4 separate regions of the Mus musculus genome follow, and regions 2, 3 and 4 are each linked to region 1. The links are chromatin contacts, called in public Hi-C and promoter capture Hi-C maps. All regions are on one chromosome and are shown on one strand. The core of a region is the stretch at or near the end of the contact, and the rest is flanking DNA. Distances in the headings are between cores, read along the strand shown.

Region 1 (3,661 bases), core at 430-2,929:
GTGTATGGTATACATGTAATATATAGTGTGTGAATATTGGATTTACAGTGTGTGTCCAGTGTCTATATATAGTATGTATATAGAGTAGTGTGTGTGTGTATAGTGTGTGAGTGAGTGTGTACCGTGTGTGTTCTTTGTTTCTTTGTTCTGTGGACGTGCATGTTGAGACCAGCACTTGACATCAAGTGTCTTTCAGTGATGACGCTCCTTTATTTCTTGAGATGCAGGCCTCTCACTAAATGGAGGCCTAGACTGTCTATCCAGTACACTTCAGGGCTCTACTTGTCTCTACCCTTCCTGCAACAGTGCTGAGGATACAAAGTTACTTTTTAAATTTTCATTTCATGGACATTGATGTTTTGCCTACATATATGCACGTGGGTGTGAAGGTATCAGAGGTATCAGAGCCTCTGGAACTGAGTCACTGGAACTGCAGTTACAGACAGTTGTGAGCTGCCTTGTGGATGTTAGGATTTGAACCTGGGTCCTCTGGGAGAGTAGCCAGTGCCCTTAACCGCTGAGCCATCTCTTCAGTCTCCCCCGACACACCCACAGCTTTTTTGGTAGGTTCTATGAATCTGAGCTCAGGTCTTCATGACTATGCAGCACGTAGTTTATTGACCGAGCCATTTCTATTATGCAATTCTGGATTTCTTTTTCCCCTCCTTTTTCTAAAGATGTCTTAAACATCTCACTGTGAAGACTGATATGGTGGTCACCTTCACCAAGTTCTAGTAGTTCTTGATGCAATTCAGGATTCCCCTACCCCATCCAGACCTATCAACACTGAGTAACGGGGTCAAGGAGCACAGTTGAAGGCCAATTCGGCAGATGATCACCATACAGCACAATGTGCCATTGTGCCCCAAATCAGCTGTTCCTAAGATAGAGGAACAGGCTTGCTTAACCAACTTCACTTGATGAAGAAATTAACTAGATACTCAGTGTTGTCCAAGACCATCTAAAACCAGTCTCTAGGGTTAGAACCTGAAAAATTTGCATTTTAAGGTGATTTTTTGCATGGAAAGCCAGTGGTTTCTAAGCCACTGCAGTCTATATAGTTGAAGTGAGTCTACAAGAAGAATTTAGTCTTATTCTTCTCAAGGTGCTATTATTAGCAAACCTGAGGAATTCTTTAAGGTCTGTGGTTTACATGTATTTCTTAGATTGTGTGTCCTGGGTCTGCACCAGCCGAGTTGCCCAGCAGCTTTTAAAAATCCAGGTTCTTAAACTCCAGCTTGAGAGTCTGAATCAGAACTAAGGGGTGGGGACCAGCGACTGTGTTTTAACAAGCTCTGCATGGAATTCCGAGCCGAGCCGACGTGGGAGACCACTGATTTGGGTCAAAGAATAAAAATGATTTCACTGTTCTTTGTAATCTTTGATCGGGAAAGCGACTTTATTTTTTAGAAACTGTATGTTTAAGAGCAACCGTACTGCCTCGGAAGATGTATTCTTGGCGGCGAACAAAGCAATCCATTTCCTCTCTCTGTTTCCCTTTTGTGTGCTGCAGATGTTGGCAGTAGTAGCAGCGTTATAAACATAGGCAGCGGGAGAGCCTGCGACTAGAACTGAGGAAATCGGTTCAGGTTAAATTCTCTTGAATACTTCCTCTCTAAGACCTTGTGCCAGTTCGTGATTTCCAGGCAGATGTTTTCCATTACACTGCTACTGGGTCATGACAGACACTGCCTCAGTTTGCAGTTGCTGTGGCAACCACGGTTTTCGGTCTTCAGAGAATAGTATACAGCTCAGAGGCACGCTTTTTCTTCCAGGAATGGAAATGTTGATCAGCTGGAGGAATTGATTGGGTTGACAACTGTACATTTGATCAATCGGTAGTAAGTTTGAAAGATCCCGTTTACCACGCTCTTTTTGCTTAGTGGGCGGTCACGCGTTTCTTCTGTTAATTTTTAGACAAATAAAGATCTGATACTTTAAAACACCATGTGTTTTGCAAACTCTGTTTTTCATGTGGATGAGAAACTCAGTCACAATTTTTTGTGATTCCTGCTTACTGTTTTCCACTAATATGAATCTTATTTTCCCTTTGGCCATTTTATACAGGAATGAAAGTAAGTTTTAATTTGCAAAGCAATGATAATCTAATAACACTGTAGATTTGAAAACAGTCTATCTAGCATCTAATTGTAGTTTCATTGGGGATCTTGTTACCTGGGGAATCATTAGATTCTACAAATTAAAAAACAAGAAACAAAACAAACAAACAAACAAAAAAAACTACGCCAAGAACATTTTCAGAATTAAGGTCCTTTGAAAAAACAAATCAATTATCATCTTTAAATTAAATCAGGAGAAAGTTTTGTTTTTCCTTTTCTACCACTGTATGTTTTTATAGTTGGATAATTTTTTAAAGCATTAATCACAAACTCCTAAAATCATGTTATGGTTGGTTTATATCCTATGAGGAGAATAAAAATCTTTCAGAGAAGTATTTTAAATTATAGTAATTACTTACAGTACCCAGGTCCCCTGGATTCTGAGTCAAAGTCCTGTGTTTATGAGCTGCTCTGGGAAACTGAACTCCATTACTTTGACTGCAACAATGTTTACAGAGAAGCTCTGTTTTAAGGGCAGATTCACAATGCTTTAGTATTTTTTTTCCACTTTGTGATAAATATTTTGACCACGTGATTAGTCATGATACATGCACCTCTCTGGCAGGTAGTTTTCCTCTTCAGTCAGTCATCATGTTCGAAATTGCAATATTAACAATTATAGCTCCAAAAAGGTTTTATTTATTTATTTGTTGTTGTCATTGCATTGGAAACTGTGACATTGTTTGCATGCTTTCTCGGCAAATGTTTGTAAATCTTGACATTATGGTGTATGGTGCTTTGGACAGGTCTGTCATCTAGCTTGGTGTTAATGGCATGTTAATTTACTTCACCTCCTCATTGTAGATTGAGGGTTTCCTGAAATTCACTATGAATTCTTTGGTTTGGTTTGTAGTCTCTACCGCACACAGAGATGCGCAATAAATCTTTGTTATAATCACTTGAAATAAACATTTAGACACCCATGCTGCGTGCATAGGCCTAATGCTCAAAATATCCTTGCAGAGGTTTAAGAAACACAAGTAACATGATGGATATACTATTTTAAGTATTCCTGAAATTTTAAACTATGAACAAATCATGTGTTCTTTTTATGTTCTGAAAAGAAACACACCTAAGATATAAGAATACCATTGAAAATGAAATCCCTCAGCTACATTTGTGCCTCGTCGTTCTTCCTACGACACCATGCACTGTGTCGATTCTTCACTCACCCCACTTCCTCAGAAGTTGAGGATCATATCTGTAAAGGAGCAACCCTTGTTCTCCAAGAAGGGTTTTTTACATCTGTGCTCAGAAGCTGAGCATGCCCAACTCTCTTCATCCTGTGAGATCCACTTAAGCTGCCAGCAATCTTTCTTATCCTGTGTTGGTCTTTTGGGGAAAGGAGAGTCAGAACTCCAGAACTGAAAGTGACCTAAGAGTTCATTAGACCTCAGAGTAAGGTGTCTTGTGTTTCTAGTGTCACATAGCTCTGAGGAAAAAATGGGTTGTGAACAGGAGATCAAAGCCAGAGACAACATGGTGCCTGTCAAGGAGGACCAAGAAGATAGTGCCTGCTCATTTTTATCAAGAAAGAACAC
Region 2 (3,661 bases), core at 397-2,896, 440 kb after region 1:
CTGCAGAGGATGCTAGAGCCGATTCTTCAATTATAAACACATTACTCCATCTCCTCCACATATAACACCGTATTTCTCTTGGAATATTTCTGAGAAAGGCCCAGGGCTGTAAAACGCAGAGGAAGAGCAATATGGAGATAAGAGTGTGGTACCTGGGTTGGGTGTGGTGATGGGCGGGGCTAAAAGCCAGCCCTTATTCTACAATAGGGTAGGAAACCAGAGTGATAGGTCCAAAGGGAAGGTAGGTCCAAGATATGTCTGGCTTTCTTCCCACTTGGTTTTGTATGGGTAGTGAGCTAAAAATAGTTGGAGAAGAAGGGCCAGGGAAAACCTTTCATAGACAAACGTTAGAGCTCATGAAGATGTACTGGCATATGAGGATGCTCCTTCATTTAGGTACATCCACAGCTGCTTACCAACGTCACTGCAGATGGACAGAGATACTAAAGTAGGTACCATCTGGCATTTTGTAGACGGTGCTTGCCACTCCTTGTTCAAGAACCTTGTTCTAGATAGAATATTGCACTGATCAAACTGGAAAGGGAAGAAGCCAAGGTCAGCAGCCTCAGTTTTAGGACACGACTCGCTCCTGTGCTAAGTGATGAGAAGTTTAATAATGGTTTTATCACTAAAGTGGTTTTAGTGCAGAACTCATTTGGATAAAATGAGGGATAAAACATGTAAAAGAGTTGGAGGAAAAACTTGAAAAGGTAATGTAGAAATTCATTAAAAAAAAAAAAAAAAAGCCAAACCTTTCGGTCTTCCCTAACTGTCAGCACCCACTGTCCTCTGAATATAATCAGTAGTTCTCATGACATTCATGTGTTTAATAGCTTGTGGGGTCAGCCCTCATAAATCAAGTGAAAGTTGCAAGACTAAGCACCTTTACTGCAGTATTGCAAGTACTTAGAAAATAGTGCAAAACACACAGAAGGCAGTCAACCAATGCTTGCTAAATGTACTAAGAACTTTTTCCAGTGTTGGATTTTTGAATGAGTAAATCTCATGTCCAGGAGTCTGTTCAGCTAGCTCCAACTTCCGGGAGTCACCCAAGAAAAAGCGCTCCACAAATACTGAACAGGTCCCAAAGTGGACAGAGGGGAGGGGAGGGGATGCGAGGGGAGGGGAGGGGAATGATCGCGAAAGGCTTCCAAACCTTGTCCTTGTTTTTCACCATTTCTGAAATATATGCTGAGTGCAACTATGGGAAGACCATTTTCATAATCTATAATACTCCTCCTTTTAAAGGACTTTCGTTAACCGCTTGCAAAGGTGAGTGCCGGGTAGAGGACATTAGCTCGCTAAGTCCCTAGAAATCACACTTGGAGACTAAGCAGGCTTTCCCAGGAGAAGTCCAAAGCCAACATAAGCAGGAGGCTGGGGGCTGGCCGTTAACCGCAAGGCAGTGGTTGAGCCCTCGGGATCATCCCGGCGGGGGGCGCAGCATCTCCGCCAAGGCCGCAGGCTCTCACCATCAGCTGCCCGAGCCACCCTGTACCTCGCAGTCCACTCGCCCTGCCCACGCCCCGCGCCGCCCGCTCACCTTCAGCCCCTGGGAGTCCATGGCCGCCGGCTACCCGGAGGGTGCCCACCGCTGCCCGCCGCAGGGTTAGGGGTTCAGACCCACTTCCCGGGCCCTCAAACCCTAAGGGACGCGGCGTGCAGCACGAGGGGCGTGGCCCGATCTCCATTGGTTGTCGGCGTGAGGGGGCGGAGCTTAGTTGTAGGACTAGGAAGGAGGGGGCCACCGGAGCAGGCGAGGAGGGAACCCCGAGGGAGGACCGCGAGGGCGACTGGGGCTGGAATCCGCTGAGCATTGAGTGCTGCCGAGTTGTGGGGCTAGAGGAGGGAGGTCCAGCCTGGAAACGGCGCGAGGAGGAGGGATTGGGTGGAGCAAGAGATATGAGATTAAAGAATAAAGATGATGAAGCAGCAAATAGGAGGGAGAGCCATGCCGCTTTTCATCCCTGCAAACAAAGGCCGACTCCATTTTCTCAGCATTTTTTGTGGAAGCCGATTTGCGCAATGCGGCTTAGTACTTGACCAGGGAAAATGATTTACCTGACACGTGTAGTAATCGTGTCTGGGCCACAAGGTGGCGCAGAAAAATCACAGTTCGGCAAAAACCTTGAAGCCTGGCTTGGGCTTGTTCTAAATCTTTTCAGGCGCTGCTGTAATTTTGCTATTCGAGTGCTTATTAAACTGCTCCGCCAGATTTCCACCCCCAAAGTCTTATTTAAAAATATGTGGTTACCTCTTTTAGATTTCTATTTCTTAAGTGTTTGCTGTAGTTTGGATCTAAACTGTCCCTCAAAGACACACGTGCTGAATGTTCCCCAGCCCGTGTGCTGTTGGGAGTGGTGGAACCTTTGATAGATGAGGCCAAATGAAAGGACTTTAGAAGATTCTCACGTGACCTTGAAGAAGACATTGGGACCATGGACTTGCTGTTTGCTTTTCTTTTTGCTTTTCTGTTTGCTTCCTGGCAGCCTTCCTTAGAAGATCTTCACCAGTGTATTTATCATGAGATCCAGCAAGCTGACTGAGAGGGGCATCTAGACACACTAATTTGTTTCTGCTTGTATTCTTTAAAGGACTGCAGGCAGCTGTGGCCGTTATACTGATGTTTTAGTGGGCCTCCTGCCTGCTCTTAGGACTCTTCCTTCAATCGGGTTGCTTTCTCCATCCTCCGTATGAGATCTTTTACCTTGTCTTACTGTATTTTGGTCCTGTTTGGCTGTCATCTCTTAGAAGCCTACTTCTTTCTGAAGAGGAGAGGGAGGGGGAATGGATCTAAAGGAATGGAGAAGCGGATGTGGTGAAAAGCTAGGAAGAGTGGGGTGGGGGAACTGTGGTTGGGATGAGAGAAGAATCCATTTCAATTAAAAAAAAACAGGCAGAATGATGTAGACAGTTCTAGAATTCTATCTTATCAAGAAGAGAGGTACTTAAGGTCATGACAAAGCAGTGGGGATGCTAATTATTCCAATGTGACCCCTGCTCTTTGTATGTGTGCACTGAAATATCGCACTGTATCCCAGTGAAAACCACCAGTTTCCACATTTTTGAGCATCATATAAGCCTTTTGAGTTTCAGTGGAGTCTTGGGACAGAAAGGGCCTTATGATACTGAGTGAGAATTAGTGTTGAGAGCCAGGGGTACACATCTTTAGTCCCAATTACAGAGGAAACCATGGCAGAATGGGCACTTGAGCCCATGAGTTCAAGATAGACAACTGGAAAGACACACCATCTTTAAAAGAACAAAATGTTCTTGTTAGATAAATGGGACTGGTGATTAGTCATAAATTTAATTAAATTAAGAAGAAAAAAATTGGGGGCTGGAGAGATAGCTCAGCGGTTATGAGCCCTGACTGACTGTTCTTCCAGAGGTCCTGAGTTCAATTCCCAGCCACCACATGGTGGCTCACAACCATCTGTAATGGGATCTGATGCCCTTTTCAGGTGTGTGTCTGAAGACAGCTACACTGTACTCATATAAATAAAATAAGTAAACCTCTAACAAAAAGAAAAAGAAAATTTCTTCTTATATACACTTCTTGTATACACATTTTAAAAGTACATTTCTCGTATATACATTAATTTTAACACAGAAATTTATGCCCATTCACAAGCATAGTGACTATTGTCTACTGATTTGT
Region 3 (3,661 bases), core at 324-2,823, 360 kb after region 1:
GGTGTGTGTAGGGTCACACTATATAACATTGTTTATATGTATATACATATGTAAATATATTCACATTGTGAATGGATGTAGTAAATCAGTCATAATCTGAGCTCCACCCCTCATCTCTGGACCGAAAAGGATTGGGTTCAGTAGTCTGCAATGTGTAGAGGGATACACATTTCATAAGCTGTGAGAGTGACTTGCTAATTACCAGGAATCACACTGTTGTTGAAATGAGTGCCTGGCCTTTAATCCCAGCATTCGGGGAGGCAGAGGCAGACTCAGCTCTGTGAGTTCCAGGCCAGCCTGGTCTAGAAGGTGAGTTCAGGATAGCCTGGGCTACACAGAAAGACCCTGCCTCAAAAAAACAAAACAAAAAAACAAAAACAAAAACAAAAAATAAATAAAAGAAAATGAGTGCTCAGGAAAGGTATTTGAGAAATTAACACATGTTGCATTTTATATAACTGCTAGCAACCTTGACCGCTCCATTAGTGAACTGCACTTGGATGCCCTTGTCCACTCTTTTCTCTACTTCTGTAAAGGCAAGTTATTGCTAGGAACACAAGACTGAGCTGTAAAATGTGAGTAAGAAGCTTCTTGTTTGAAGTGGTCCTGGAGGTCGACCCTCAAGGGGTGCGAGTGTCAGGATACACAGACGATGACATAGCAACCAATGTGTGTGTGAAAATCTGCAGCGAGGCTCCCGTGCGGGTGTGTCCTTTTGGCTGGGATTGCATTACTACTCCCATATTAAGCACAACACAAGGCAGAGCATTTTCTACCTGCTGTGTGAGCATTTCCTGCTCATGCCAAATTCCTGACAGACAGCGGGCCAGTGTTGGATCAACTGTTTCACATCTATCTGTTTGTTTGCATGTCAACAATCTACTCTTAAGTACCATTTTAAATACCAGAAAACAGAGACTACAAAGGCCTAGAAAATCTGCCCCAAGTTGCACTGTTAAGAAGGGGCCAAGATGAAAATCTAGGTTGTTTGGTGCAAAAGCCCAAGATGCTATGTGGCCTCTCGGTACTCATCCAGGATTGGAGGCCAGTCAGACGAGTACTGAGCAGTGTGCCTCACACTGTTCTAAGTCAGAAAGACTGTCCAGTAAAACTATATTGATCTGAACCAAAATGTGCTCCCTTCTTGTGCTCTCTGCTCAGAAACTAATGATAGAGCATAGATTATAAATGATTTTAAGAGTTGGACATAAGTATTTTTACAATGTGAGTCTCCAGCTGACCCCTTTCATTTTGTACTTTTAGTGCTGTTTGAAAAGGCAGTGGATCTCGTCACGATCTCTCAGCCGTTGATGTGGGTTTTACTGGTCCGTAGCTTTCCCCGTCTTCTCCTATATGCTTCAACAGGGTGTTTCTGCCACCCACTGAAGTCCAATTCTCAGTTGTTGAGGAAATAGCAGAAGGTTTCATTATTTTATTTTATTTTATTTTATTTTATTTTATTTTATTTTATTTTATTTTTAGTTCGTGTGGATAAGAGGGAACAGAGCAGGCTCCTCCCAGATGCTGATTTCTAGTCAGCATGTTGCTTGCGTCCCCTGGTTGGACATATTTCAGCCATCCTGTGCCTACGGAGAAAAACACCTCTACTGGCTTGGGTCGCTATGGTAACCGATGCTCAGCAGGCAGTTGCTGTTTCATTTAACATTACTGGCTTTAAGAACTTGAGGGGGAAAGTGTGCTTTCATATTAAAGAAAGGGGAAGCTGAGTAGTTTAATTAATGTATCTCAATCCAATGTTAGGAAAGAGGTCACTTGTGCCGTTTGACCATGTTGCACCTAGGTCTATTTTATGTACGTATCAGATCTCAAGCATCAAAGGATGGGGTCTTTCTCTCATCATGGGTAAAGTGCACAGAGTGGGCAGGAGAAGAGAAACAGGGGTTATGCTGGACCCTTTGCAAAGGATTTTTCACTTTATAAAGCCATCTCAGCTTGAGAGTATACAGAAGAATTGCTTTCTCTTCTCTCACCCACAAAGGAGGCCTGAGAGATGGGTTGCTAGGCAACCTCACACTGAAGTCTGGGGCACTTTGAAATTAACATAGCTGACCTCCCCATCATCTCTGCTGCTATGCTATTCAAAACCATTTTTATGAGTCTGCAGGACTCAAGAAAGCAGATATAAAATGTAAATACAAAATAAAGAATAGGGGAAATAAATCCTTTGCAAGGAAAGACCAAGATTCACTCAATGAGTTAGGCAGCAGTCTGAAAGGATCGGTGGAAGGGAAAGTAGTGTTGGCTGCTATGAGTCAGAAATTCATAGTTTTAATAATATAGGAAGAAAACATTTCCCTCCGAGTTCTTTTGTAGATATTTATAGCTGCCATGTAGAGCATCACAGCAGAATCTGAAAATACTTAGGGTCCATGGGAAGATAAATCAGTTTCTAATAACGCCGTTTCTCTACGCAATTTTTAACAAAAGTGCTCAACTCTCATTCTTCACCCCATGGTGCTTTGCTTAAAGCTGCAGAGTCTCCTGTTCAACTTTCTGTCACTACATCGTTAGTATGACAGTGCTGGCATGGGAAAAGATGGAATTCATTTTGCAAGGAGAGAAACACAAGGAGGCGGCAAAGCTGCTCTATGGAGCACAGCATATACTCTTACCAGCAAGAAATTTCTTCAGTGTGACTTTTTAAATGCTTTGTGCTACTAGGATATGGTTATGGGGGCATTTTAAAGTAGATTTGCATTTACCAGGACTGAAAATCAAAGTTGGTAGTGTGGTGTGTGTGTGTGTGTGTGTGTGTGTGTGTGTGTATACGTAGGCAGGGAGGACTGTAACAAATGGGATTCAGTGGGTTTGTTTGTTATGGTTATTTGGGTAAGGCAATTCTGAACTTTAGATGGATTCATGAGAAATCAATGTGTTGCGATTGGGATTTCAGTGTGAAGCCTCGTGTAAATGATTCGGGAGGAAAGAGCTCTGTGAATGAGTTGGAATTGATGTGAGTTCAGTGATTCCTAAAACATGCATGTATACATGCAAAGTACACCTGCTTGACCCATGTCTGTGTGTTCATGCATGAACACATGCTTACTAACTGCAGAAACGACACAGTACTACACTCTGGGCTCAAAAAATAGATTTTTTTTTAAATCGAAATTTCAATGATTCTTACATTTATTTGTTTTATATGTCTCTGTGTATATGAGTTTTTCTATGAGTGTGTGGAAAACAGAGGACTTGTGGGATCATCTTGTGGGGTGGGTGGGTGGGCAGGGTAATTAGATATTGAATCTCCTCATGCTGGAAAGTAAGGGAACCCCCCCGCCCCCGCAACACACACACACACACACACACACACACACACACACACACACACTCCTCTCCTCTGTAATTCTTGTATCAAAGTATCTTCTGTACTTTGTGATTTTGGTCCTGGTGGGAAGTGAACAGAAGTTTTCATTCATCAGTTACCAGTTTTCACATATTGAATCAGTTGATTTCGACGTCTGGCTTTGACACTCCTGCAGTTCGGTATTTTGGCTCGTCAGTTTTCTTGAAAGCAGATAAGCCGAGTGAGCCTTTCAGTGTTCGCGATGAATCTGAGTGTGATGCTGCCTGTTACGCCATAGCACCGGGTCTTGAGGCAAAGTGTTCTCCCAGGCTCTTACATCACTTCCCACATTAA
Region 4 (3,661 bases), core at 651-3,150, 310 kb after region 1:
CCCTTCATGGTCTGATAATGCTTGCCCAGTAGTTAGAGAGTCAAAATTTAGGGGGTACTATCTGCTCAATGTTCAAATAGCACTTAGCACGTCAGTTTCTCAGGATGGAGACATGACTAAGAAGGTGGGTGAGGCTCTTGAAAACCCTTGGTTGAATTAACAATTATGTGTTGTTATAGTGTGTGGGGGGGTGGGGGTGGGGTTCTTTCTTCTTTTTAAAAAATTTTAATTACACCTCATTAAGAAACATGTAATGGCTAAGTATTTTACAATCTAAATATATATTTAGAAATATTTTTTTAAAAAATATATAGAAAGAAAGCATGTACAACCTAAATATATGTTTTTAAAACTTGGTAAAGGCAGAACTAAACACACCTAGAGAGTGGAACTTATTAATAAAATTTTCTATGAAAAAAAAATGTTGGTTAAAACAGTGTATAAGAAATGCTTGGTATGAATACACTGCCCAGAATGTTTCAACTAACATGCATGTTAGGTTTCAGTTGATGTTAAAGGTTAAAAAGAAATAATTATAGGGTGTGGTTTTGAACTCATATGTCTAAGTAACAAACTCAAAGTTAGATGATAAAAGTGGAATTTCTCACAACCAGAAACTCTCAAATTCAAATGTAACTTTCTGAATTTTTACAAAAGTATTTGAGTTCAGATGTACCTTAGGTAGTGTAACTTCAATATCAAGCCATAACTTAGAAACATTTTCTTAAAAAGAAAAAAAAATCAGAAAGGGGAGGAAGGTAACTTGATGGAGTTCCCAAAACAGAAGGAAGGAATTAAGTATTAAGTCTATGCTAAGAGTAGTTTCAACCTTAATTCATAGGCTTTCGAAAATCCTAATTAGGTAGACAGGAATTTGGGCTTGGCACTTCCAGGTTCAGACGTGGCAGGATGCTGAAACAAAGTTGGTTTTTTTTTTTTTTTTTTTTTTTTTGAACCTTTGAGTCATATGCCACAGGCACACCAGATCCGAGATACATTGGTCCTTAAGTCAACAGGTCCTCTAAGAGGAGGCAGCTGGTGAACCACAGTTCCATTTCCTCCTGCCACAAAGACCTGGACTCTGCCACCTTCAACCGGAAAGTGGGCGCAGCTCTGGCTCGGGGAGGGCACCCGGAAAAGTGCAGTGCGCGGGATGCCCAGGTCCCGACCACCGAGCGCCTTCCAAACCAGTCGGCAAGCTTCGTGATGGCTCTGGCTGCCGCCGTTTTCCAATCTAGGACTGTCTGGGCTTAGCGGGGAAAGTTGCCCGGCACAACCACAGCCCTCCCCGTAGCGGGTTTGGCCCACTCGGTACCCGGGAGTGGGCAGGCAACCTGCTAGCCCAAGTTGGCAAGCCTTGAGCAGCGCCTCCGCCAGAGACCCGCCCTCCCGAGGACTATCAGGGGGCCCAGGGGTACCAGGGGGACTTTCTGCCCCGGTGAGGCTCTGGGGCTGCCGAGGGGACCCGGCGACAGGAGTGATCGGTATCCCCGCCGGCCTCTCCCGAGGGGGAGCAACTGAAACCCGCTCTCGAGACCGCGTCCAACCGGCCGCGGGCAGCTCCGGGGCCGTCCCGCACGCTGTCCCCTTGCTGGGACTGCGGGAGCCCGGTCGGCTGGACGCCGGCTTACCTGGCAGGTGGGCAGGGCAGGCGGCGGGAAGCGGCGGCCGGCCGGGGCTCTGTCCGCGGGGGTCCAGAGCCAAGTGCAGGTGGCGACGCCGGCGACTCGGGTGGCCGTGGCTCTCGTGGCCGCTCGGCTCAACTCCTCCTCCGCCGCCGCTTCCTGCCTTCCCGCCGGGCCTCCCGCGTTGCCAAGCGAGGCCACGCCGAGGCTCCTCTTCCTCTGCGAGTCTCCCAGGTGAGCTCCCGCCGGCGACGTCGGCAGGGGCGAGGCCGGATCCCGCGCCTGCGCGCCAGCCCCGCGCCCCGCCCCGGTCCTACCTGAGCGCTCCAGGTGAGCCGCGGGCCGGCCGGGCGCGCGCCAAGCAAACTCCTCCGCCGCCCGCGCGCTGCCCGCCCGCCAGCCCTCCGCAGTGCCGAGCCTGCGCTGCCCCGCGCCGCGGCCACCTGGTACCCAGAGCCCACTGGCAGGGACGCTGAGAAATCTGAGCCGCACTTCCCCCTACCCCTAACCCCACGCGGTTCCTCTTCCTCTCCGGGTGGTCCAAACCCAGGGGTGCGGCGTTCCCCGGGACCCCTGGGAGACCGTGCTGCTTTCCTCCCGAGGCTCAGCAGCTTTGTCACCAGTTAGGTTGGTGAGCTTCCTTCCCCTGTAGCCTTGATTTCATCACTCCTCTCACTTGAGCGCAGCGAGTGGTTTCCGTTTCTGGCCGCCGGCGCTAGGGTAGGGAAGCCTCAGGTCCCAAGGAGGCGACTCCCTTTTTCAAAGTAGAGCTTCTGGTATTTTGGTCAAGTTTCAGTTGATTTGGGGTCCACCGTCACCCCTTCCTGGGTTGCTATCTATTGCAAGACCAACCAATCAATATCCACAGGAGAGGGATAGCAGCGCCCTCGGGGAGAACCCCTCTGCCAGGGTTTGGGCAGAGTTTGTGGTTTCCTGGAAAGGAATTGTTTTCACTGAAGAGTAGATTAAAAGCCAACATCTGTTCTGCAAGGTGAGAACCTACACTCTTAAACATGTTAGGCTTTGCCAGTGTGTTTGAGACACTTACACCGTGCCCCCCCACCCCTTCCACTATGCCTTCTGTTCTGGAGACGTTGACACTCAAAACCAGGACTTCAAATTGCTTTTACACATTTCTATGAACTTTTTATTTGACTATTCTCAAAAGTATTCAGGGAAGTGGAAAAACAGCTAAAGACTCTGGGCGACCTGTTTGATTCCGCAGTGATGAGTTTTCCTATAAAGAATGATGGAAGCCTTCCTCCCACATTTTGACACTCACGGTGTTTATTTCCTAACTTATGAGTTTTATATGTGAACTGGAACTAAGTTTTAAAATCTTAGTACATTATCAACAGGTGTTAGTTTTACTTGGCTTATGTGCAACATTTGTTGTAGTATAGTTTCACTTCATATAGCTTCATATAGTTCGGCAACTTAGGTAACTTTTTTTTTTCTTTTGCTTATTTCCAATTGTTTTGTAGGCATCCAGGAACTTTTGTATGACATTTTAGCATTATCATTTAAAAGTTCCTTCTTCCTCTTTCCCCTGAAAATAAAGATTTAAGAGGCACGTGTATATTGTGTATATTACCATAATAACTATCTACTGTGTATCTGTGGGCCGAAAACTAAAAACATTAATTTCCAAAACTCATTTTAATTTTTTGGTTCTGCAACGTCTTTTTGCTGCTTGTGTTTAAATGGAGAGAGATTAGTGCTCATCTTTGGGGGGATTTGGAGGAAATGTTAAGTGTATAAACCACAACATCCCTCTTCCCTTCCTGTGCACTGCCCACCCTAAAGGATGCGTGGAGCCGAAGATGGTCAGTTCTTACTCCTCACCGGGAGGCTAACAGTGACGGTTTCCACTGACAGGAGCAGGGTCAGAACAGGACGGCAGTATAGGATCGCAGGTGGAGGTGCACTGATGACTAGTCATAGCAGAAAACAACTGGGAAGGGCAGCTAGGGAAGGCTTACCAAAAGAGAATGAGAGAAAATAGGCCCCAAGTTGCAAGATGAGTGGCCAGAAAA

Evidence for each region. Promoter capture Hi-C pulls out the DNA fragments that hold promoters and counts their contacts. Hi-C and Micro-C count contacts between places; a contact is called where the count stands out from the background.
Region 2: a promoter capture Hi-C map of second pharyngeal arch cranial neural crest shows a contact between it and region 1, with 2.5 times the contacts expected there. The contact joins the promoter of Ttc21b here to the enhancer-like site in region 1. A contact is called at or near these places in 4 of 39 promoter capture datasets (the 3T3-L1 cell line, hippocampal neurons, pre-B cells and 1 more), 1 of 484 Hi-C or Micro-C datasets (nephron progenitors) and 5 of 115 datasets of contacts at active chromatin or transcription factors (embryonic forebrain, embryonic limb bud, forebrain and 2 more).
Region 3: a contact with region 1 is called in a Hi-C map of cerebral cortex, with 2.0 times the contacts expected there. The contact joins two enhancer-like sites. A contact is called at or near these places in 1 of 39 promoter capture datasets (cranial neural crest), 3 of 484 Hi-C or Micro-C datasets (cerebral cortex, embryonic stem cells and uterus) and 2 of 115 datasets of contacts at active chromatin or transcription factors (craniofacial prominence and forebrain).
Region 4: a contact with region 1 is called in a promoter capture Hi-C map of hippocampal neurons, with 2.8 times the contacts expected there. The contact joins the promoter of Galnt3 here to the enhancer-like site in region 1. A contact is called at or near these places in 3 of 39 promoter capture datasets (cranial neural crest, frontonasal cranial neural crest and hippocampal neurons), 3 of 115 datasets of contacts at active chromatin or transcription factors (embryonic hindbrain, embryonic stem cells and stem cell-derived neural progenitor cells) and 1 of 9 other capture datasets (embryonic stem cells).

Annotation. Positions count from the first base shown.
Region 1 is chr2:65,816,987-65,820,647 of GRCm38.p6, forward strand. No RefSeq gene overlaps it. Among named protein-coding and RNA genes, the nearest start is that of Csrnp3, 27 kb to the right of the region's middle. Within about 2 kb of position 1,680, at least 108 of the 459 cell types and tissues checked have an H3K27ac peak or open chromatin away from gene starts, as enhancers often do. A contact at or near this core is called in cerebral cortex, embryonic limb bud, forebrain and 4 more, where this site is marked.
Region 2 is chr2:66,254,971-66,258,631 of GRCm38.p6, forward strand. It overlaps Ttc21b (tetratricopeptide repeat domain 21B), which reads right to left and starts at 1,647. Exons shown (of 29, transcript NM_001047604.2): 1 at 1,544-1,647. The coding sequence starts at 1,564.
Region 3 is chr2:66,176,443-66,180,103 of GRCm38.p6, forward strand. No RefSeq gene overlaps it. Among named protein-coding and RNA genes, the nearest start is that of Galnt3, 53 kb to the left of the region's middle. Within about 2 kb of position 1,574, at least 45 of the 459 cell types and tissues checked have an H3K27ac peak or open chromatin away from gene starts, as enhancers often do. A contact at or near this core is called in cerebral cortex and forebrain, where this site is marked.
Region 4 is chr2:66,122,893-66,126,553 of GRCm38.p6, forward strand. Galnt3 (polypeptide N-acetylgalactosaminyltransferase 3) reads right to left here and starts at 1,901. Exons shown (of 11, transcript NM_015736.2): 1 at 1,632-1,901.